2 separate regions of the Cricetulus griseus genome follow, and region 1 is linked to region 2. Evidence: chromatin contacts called from public Hi-C data. All regions are on one chromosome and are shown on one strand. The core of a region is the stretch at or near the end of the contact, and the rest is flanking DNA. Distances in the headings are between cores, read along the strand shown. Region 1 holds the start of Nars1 (asparagine--tRNA ligase, cytoplasmic). Region 2 holds the start of Nedd4l (E3 ubiquitin-protein ligase NEDD4-like).

Evidence for each region. A called contact is a pair of places that touch in the nucleus more often than the background predicts.
Region 1: a Hi-C map of the CHL-YN cell line shows a contact between it and region 2, with 6 times the contacts expected there. The contact joins the promoter of Nars1 here to the promoter of Nedd4l in region 2. A contact is called at or near these places in 2 of 8 Hi-C or Micro-C datasets (the CHL-YN cell line and fibroblasts).

The regions. Positions count from the first base shown.
Region 1 is chr2:174,728,424-174,732,268 of CriGri-PICRH-1.0, forward strand. It overlaps Nars1 (asparagine--tRNA ligase, cytoplasmic), which reads left to right and starts at 1,423. Exons shown (of 15, transcript XM_027402754.2): 1 at 1,423-1,578; 2 at 2,536-2,618. The coding sequence starts at 1,536. It overlaps LOC103163359 (a long non-coding RNA gene), which reads right to left and starts at 1,382. Exons shown (of 4, transcript XR_003482795.2): 1 at 1,242-1,382.
Region 2 is chr2:174,386,423-174,389,949 of CriGri-PICRH-1.0, forward strand. Nedd4l (E3 ubiquitin-protein ligase NEDD4-like) reads right to left here and starts at 1,577. Exons shown (of 30, transcript XM_027402751.2): 1 at 1,230-1,577. The coding sequence starts at 1,277.

The sequences.
Region 1 (3,845 bases), core at 173-2,672, 340 kb after region 2:
ACACTCGAATTTGAGAGGGAAGTTGCATCTTCAGTTCCTTAAAATAGTAGTCTCCTAGTGAGATCTCCACTGTTGTCTGCAGTTACAAATCTTACACATTATTTACATATTCCATGCACTACACTCCTTCTCAGGCTGGGACGAGGTAAGAAGCCATCACCGTGATTTCCCTCTCTTCTCTCTTCAAAATTTGTTTTGTGGAGCAAAATATTCAATACTACTGAATGCTCTTGGAAGACGTCTGAGAGTTTGGGGTTTGACAGGACCCAGGAGAGGAACCCGGAAGCTACCCGATGCCAATATGGCGACGTCGGATTCGTATGCCCTGAACATAATAAGCAGGGGGCTATGGTTAAAGTTAAATATAGACATTCCCTTTTACAGTGCACCTCAAACCAAATAGACACGGTAGAGAGACTAGAACAATCCTGAGAACAGAACGGGAACACCGTGACCTCAAGAGCGCCCCTAACCTAGCCACATCCTCAACAATGCCTCTAATTAAACACAATTCCATCAATCAATAAAGGGTACTGACAAATTTCAGTCTGTTTCTGAAAGTGACTCTCAGCTATGCATCAAGGAAACGCCAGTTTCTGGAAGATGTGATTAAATGAGGCTGTTTAGCAGAGTTAACCAAGCGCTTCCTTAACTCCAGACTGCGTTGGGAGCAAGCGCTAAGCGGATCCTGGCCAGACCTACTCATAATCTGACTGGTGGCATACAAGATCCACCGCCAGATTCAGGGAGTACGGTCGTCTGTAGGTATCTCAGGGAGATCAACACTACCCATGCAAATAAGGAAATAACGAACGCCTTATATCAAATAGCATAGTGTCTGCAGTGAGATTGCATAAATCCTCTTGCATATTTTAAATCATCTGTGGATTAGCACATAAACTAATGCAATTGAATGCTATATAAACTGTTGTTTTATTGGGGAAGCAGGTAGTTAGTCAGCTCATCACAATTTTTCTTCTTCGTTTTTTTAAAAGTCTATTTTAGGGGGCTCAGCGGTTAAGAGCACTTGTTGCTCTTTACGAAGGACCTGGGCTCTCAACCATACATAACTCCGATTCTAAGGGATGCGATGACTTTTTTTTTTTTTTACAAGGCACGCACCTGGTGCACGTACACACATGCCGGCAAAAAATCATACACATAAAATAAAAAAACAAATAATTAAAAAACAAAACAACACCGTTTTCCCCCATGGTGGTTGAATCTTTCAGAAACAGAACCTGCTATGCGTTCAGCTAGGCGCAGAGCTGGGAACGCAGGAAGCTTGAGACCCGGTTCCGCCTCGGTAGCCCAGACAAGGCACCCCGCCCAGTAGCTTCGAACCGGAAGTGTTCTCTTCCCTGAACAAAGATGGCGGCCTCTGAGTCACTTGACCTCCTCCTGTAGCCAATGGATGTTCGATGTTCCGCTGACTCATATCCGCGACGGCTGTTTCACACAGTATGATGCAACTCCTCAGTCACGGAAGCCTTCTGTGCACGTTGAGGTGACCAGGTGGCGGGGGTGCAGAGTAGATGTCCTCGGAGGTGATCAGGGCGACCGCAGGGATGGTACTAGGTGAGTGGTCCAGTACAGAAATGTTCCGGCAACTCCCTTTAGGCTTGGCGCAGCATGGGCGCACTCCCAAATATTTGTGGGGTTCTGGTCCTTCGCCCCACATCTCAGACCTGGGCCACCTGGGCACCAGACTCGGTGGCCCGAGTCCGGTTCTGCTTCAGCCCTGTGGGTCCCTCGGCCACCGCCTTTCTGGACCAGCCCTACTGTGAAAGTCTCGTGATTCCGCCTACACTGGGGCGCTGCGAGGCGCTCCGACCTAGAGAAACCCCCAAATAAGCAGTTCTTCAGTTGATCTTCTGGGATGGATTTAAGACTTAATTATTTTTCGCACAGTCTCATTTTTCTGCTGAGATTTGCAGCAGTAAAAATAAAAGATTTAAGAGACCGAGGCAATGTCACAGTTAAACCTAGCAGTCGTGAGGCCCTCTGCGGTTTAGCCCCAGAGTTGGGTTTGTTTTGAAAAGCAGAGGGGACCGACGTCTTCATTTGCTGTCTGTGCTTCGTTTCCTGGGATGCTTGATTCACACCTTGTTCTAGTTCATCCTCAGTACATACAACCCTGTAAGCTGTATATTTTTCTGACTTTATAGATAAGGAAATAAACACAGAAAGGTTAAATAAATTCTCCCCAGGTCACCCTGGTTTTTAAGGTACAGCATTTATTTGATCAAGATAGGATGAATTTCAAAATTCTGGCTTTATTGTTGTACAGTCAAGTAAAGAGAAGTATTAACAGTTAAAATAACAAAAGTTCCTTTAGAAAAGTCAGATTTGTAATTTATTGTGTTAGGTGGGATAGTTTTTTAAAAGGAAGATTGGAAAAATAATAATGTTGATTTCTTTTGGGCTGTGGGAGTTTTCTGTTCCTAAAGATAGAAAATGGATGTAACAGCAGCACTTTAAAGAGAGAGTTATTGATGAATATGATGAGTAACTTTTCCATCTTTTAAAAAACAGCAGAGCTGTATGTCTCTGATCGAGAAGGAAATGATGCAACAGGAGATGGAACTAAGGAGAAACCATTTAAAACAGGCCTAAAGGTAACCTCATTGGGGTAACTGCTCCACATTTAGGAATGACTGTTGGTAGTGAAGTGAGTTGTCAAGGATTTTATCTCATTCTTTCTTTAAAAAGAAGATACCACCTTGTTCGTGGTGTGTGTAGGGGAGTAGTATTTGTGTGCCTCAGCACAGATATGGAATCAGAAGGTAACTTGCTCCATTTGTTCTGTTCTTCCTCCATGTGACTGTTGGGTACCAAACTCAAACTCAGTTCATCATGCCTAGTGGCAGTCCCCTTTACCCAGTGAGCCATCTCCTCAGCCCAGTAGTTTTATTTCAAGTCTCCCAAAAGGGGAAAGAAAAGGGTATGTACATACATGTTGATTTAATAGTATTAGATCAAACTTTTTTTTTTTTTTTTTACATTTAAAACAGTTATTTTCCCTTTCTTCAGGAGGAGTTTATCTCTGGACTTTTTCTCTCTAATTCATCAGATTGCCTGCATTTCAGCTCTTGTAACAGTAAAAGTTACCCCTGAATCACTCTGAGCTCGTGCCTGGGTGAGTCTAAGAGAGGTCTCTTGATGTTATTTATCATAGTACAGAGATCATCTTGACCTTGAGACTCAAAAACTAGACATAGCTACAGCCCATCCATGAACCACTTCTCAAAGCAGACTCATGATCTGAAGGGTGAAGACAAAAATGCCTCTTCAGTAATGTACTGCTATTTCAGGGCCTCGGAACATCATGTGAGGTTATCTCATTCTAACTGGACTATTACACATGTTCCAGGAGTTTTTCAACTCACAGCTGTTTCCACCAGGTTAAAGTGTGGTCCAAGGTGCCCCCACCATGCTATTTATTCATTGACAGACCCGTTGAACTGGAATGTCCGAGTCCTTTGGCTTTCACTACCCTATAAGGGGAAAGGTTAAATACTCCCTCTTTGGAAGAGCAAGACCCTGACACTCCTTTTTCTATGTATCCATATCTGGTCAATTCTTGTTTTTATAGATGCCTGACAACATCAGTCATCAAATCCTCTTAACCTGATCTTTTTAGATCAGGCCAAGTCACGCTTTAATATATCATGCCAGGGTCTTTTTTTGTTTTTTGTTTTTTTAACTTTTAAGTCTTTTTCAATTGAGACATCTCTTGCACTTTGCAAAACTGATAACACTTTAGGTGACCCTCAAAAAAGGAATGTTGCAGTTCGAGTATGCCATTCAGTTATGAGGAATGATAGGCCCTTTCCATCCCTGAC
Region 2 (3,527 bases), core at 327-2,826:
ACACACACACACACACATGCCAATAGGGAAGCTGCTGAAAGCAAAGCCATAACGTGAATCTGTGAATCGGTCTCACATAATAGACTCTCTTTAAACCCCACCCCCATCTCCAGAGAAAGAGAGAACCTCAGAAAGAAAGGAGCGAGGGTAAGAAAGAGAAATCAAGAAAGCCCAAATTTCCAGGCATCCACTTTTCATGAAATGCACAACCAGGATAGGAAATACCTCCCCGCTGAGTAATGCTTCATGGGTTGTAAATTCACCTCTCGAAAGGGGAGCCAGACCTGGGCGCGCACCCCGCCAGATGGCGAACCACTCCTACCTGCTCCATCCAGCCTGCCTGTCACTCCGAGCCCGCGACAGGCCTCCCACCCCCCTTTTTGGCAGAGCAACACACCAATAAGAGTCGAGAATGGCTGGTCGAGTGAGGGCTGAGCAGTGATTTAGCAGGATCCTTTCAAAAGGGGGAGTGGGGACCGCGATGAGCGAGTGAGATTTTTTAAAAACAAAGCCCTCTCCAGTCAAACCGACCGTTTGGGGGTGTGGCTTATTTCATTCGTTTTATTAATAAAAGAGATCAATGGAGCTTTCTTCTCTCCACCCACCCCAGAGGTGCGGGGCTTTGAATCCTCTTGACGAAGGAGAAATGGCAGGGCTGCAAGCTTCCCCTAAGTTTCCTGCAGCACCTGCCTCCTTCTCAGATCACCTCCACACACCAAAATAGAGGAGTTCGAAACGCACAATCCCAGCTCCAGACTTTGCAAGACCCAGGGGCGGCCGTACACAACTCTCCCGGTGTCACCCCCCCCCCCCCCGGGATCTGCACACATCCGCTGCCGAGCGCCCACTAGCAAGAAAAGTCCCAGAAGGAGACACCACCAGGCTCCTCAACAATCCCCAGATAGCCTGCGCCACGCAGAGACCCCTGCAGCGACCCAGACGTGACACTTGTCACGGACTCCTGGCTGCAGGGGCATGACCAGGAAAGTTGCCTAACAGCCCTGAGAGACGCAGCTTGCAGAGGAAAGGGACCCGCGGGGCAGCGACTCACGCGGCCTCCGCCCACCCCGAGAGCCCCGGGCAGAGGAGCGGAGCGCTTCACCCGGACAAGTCACCCACCGCTCCGGACCGCTCTGGGTCACCCGGATTCCGGGACCCACTGCTAGCAAGGGACGCGCGCAGCGGAGTGGCCCCGTCCTCTCCCCACAACGCTCTAGGCAGAAACTCACCTCCTCTTCCGAAAGTCCGTAGACGGGCTCCCCGAGCCCGGTCGCCATGGAGCCGGCGCCCCGCGCGGGGTCCTAGACGCTGCGATCGGCTGAAGTGCGTCGCGGGGCCGCGACCCTCTGTCCTTCTGCGCCGCCGGGCGGGGAAGGGCCGGCAGGTGAGGCTGCACCCGGCCGCGGCGCCGCTTCCTCCCGGAAGGCTGCGGGGACGCGCGGACTGGCGGCTCCGAGAGCGCGCCGAGCGGCGGCTGGCCGAGCGCTCTCTCTGCTCAGCGCTCAGCCCGCGGGCTCCCGCCCCCGCCGCTGGCTCTCCCGGCCTCCCCAAGCCCCGCTCAGCGATCCCTGGGACCCGCGCCCCCGCCCCTCGCCTGCTCCGCCCGGCCCGCCCTCTCCGCCCCGCCTGCGCCGCCCGGCGCCCACGGCGACCCTCCCGTTCGCCGGGGCGGGCACTGGCGCCCCCCAAGCCAATCACAGGCCGGGTTGGGGGGCGGGCCGCGGGGGTGGTGGTGTTTCGCCCCACGCCCACCCCACCCCCAGCGCCTCCTGGGTCACCCGCCGCAGAGTCCTGGACTGGGGCGCGCCCTGGCGGGCTGGGCCTGCCGGGCTGACCCTCTTACTTGCCCCGCTTTTCTCTGCCTTGGGGACCCGGTGGAGTGGACCTTAGGGGGACCATGAAGACGCCGTGCAAACAACAACAAAACCATTGTTTCCATTTTTATCTTTCTTTTTTTTTTCTTAACCCGAAGTCTCCAGGAGCGTTAAAGGGGCGACGATGCATGTTTCTAGACCCCCTTTAAATTCTTGGCAGCTATGGCAGGCCAGACTTGGCTCACCGCGTCAGCTCCCCGAAAGGATTCGCCTGGCCGGGCGGCCAGCCTAGGAGAGGCTGCCCCGTTGTGGCCGCGAGTCGCCATTGCCGATGTCAACTCTACTGGGAACAAAACCAACTCTGCGCCCGCGCTGAGTACACACCCACCCACTTGAAACCGGGCTGCCTGGTTCTTTGATAAAAGCTCGGGCTTTTTTTGTAAGGCACAACGTGAAATACCAAATTCAACTTTAAGTTTGTCCTTTACATATGCAAACCTTGGAGACGTCTTATTAGCCACCGTAGGAGTCTTCCCACATTCCAGATAGGGAATTTCTCTAGCAAGCCCTTCATTTAATCTTTCGAAGTACAGGAATGCAAGAAGCTACTTTAAATAAGTTAAGAGAAATTCGTCACTCTACTTTTTTCAAGAAGCCTCCCCTAAGAGCCAGCCGTGGTGGCACACGCCTTTTAATCCCAGTACTGGGGAGGCAGAGGCAGGCAGATCTCTGCGAGTTCAAGGCCAATCTGGTCTACAGAGTGAGTTCCAGGACAGCCTCCAAAGCCACAGAGAACCCTGTCTCGAAAAACCAAAAAACCCAAACAAAAAAAAAAAACAAAAACAAAAGGAAGGCATTCGATCCTAAAAATAAGTGTTGTGTGCAGTGGTAAATTAGAAACAAGAACAGAAAGAACGTGCTATTTTCCTTTAAAAAGAAATCATCAGAGTGTCTGGTTTTGTCTGGGAGGTTAGGATTTTCACTGAAGGAAGAGAGAACAGATCAACAGAGTCACCTTGCCTGGCCCACCTTAATGATCAAATACCTGGTGTACACCCTGAAAGGCGGTCCCACACTCCCCAACTTTAGCTCTCCCTTTCATCCCTTGCAATGTGTCCCATGTAATAGCTTTCCTTTGAAGCCAGCCTTGTGGAATCAACACACTGCTCCGAATCCTCGGAATTCAGAGCCATCAAGTTTATATGGCGCTTAGGTGCCACAAGAGCCCTACCAAGAAAAATAAAGATTGTGAAGGAACATTTCCCAGAACTCTGCTCGTGTTTTCCCATCAAGAATTTTCAACTTATCAAACCTAGACTATTTTTCTTTTTTATAAAAAGTACACGGACACACACACACACACACACACACACACACACTCATTTTACACGCCCTTCTCTGTGCCTCTGACCCATATAAATGGAAGTTCCTTAATATACACAAGCAGAACTTTGTCAAATTTGCACCTTATGTTACAAGGTCAGTAGAAAGAGCTAATAAACTCCAGAAAGAAAACCATCTTTCTGGCGGGGGGGGGGGGGTTTCCAGAGATGATTTGGTTACAAGCCTATCCTCCTTCGAATGCCTGTAACTGGAACTGCACAGGATCAAATGAGTACTTCCGTCTTCACATATGGGCACACACGCATGCAGACATACACATATAAATAAAACAAATTTTAAGAAAAATGTTCATTTCTGATCCTAGAGGTA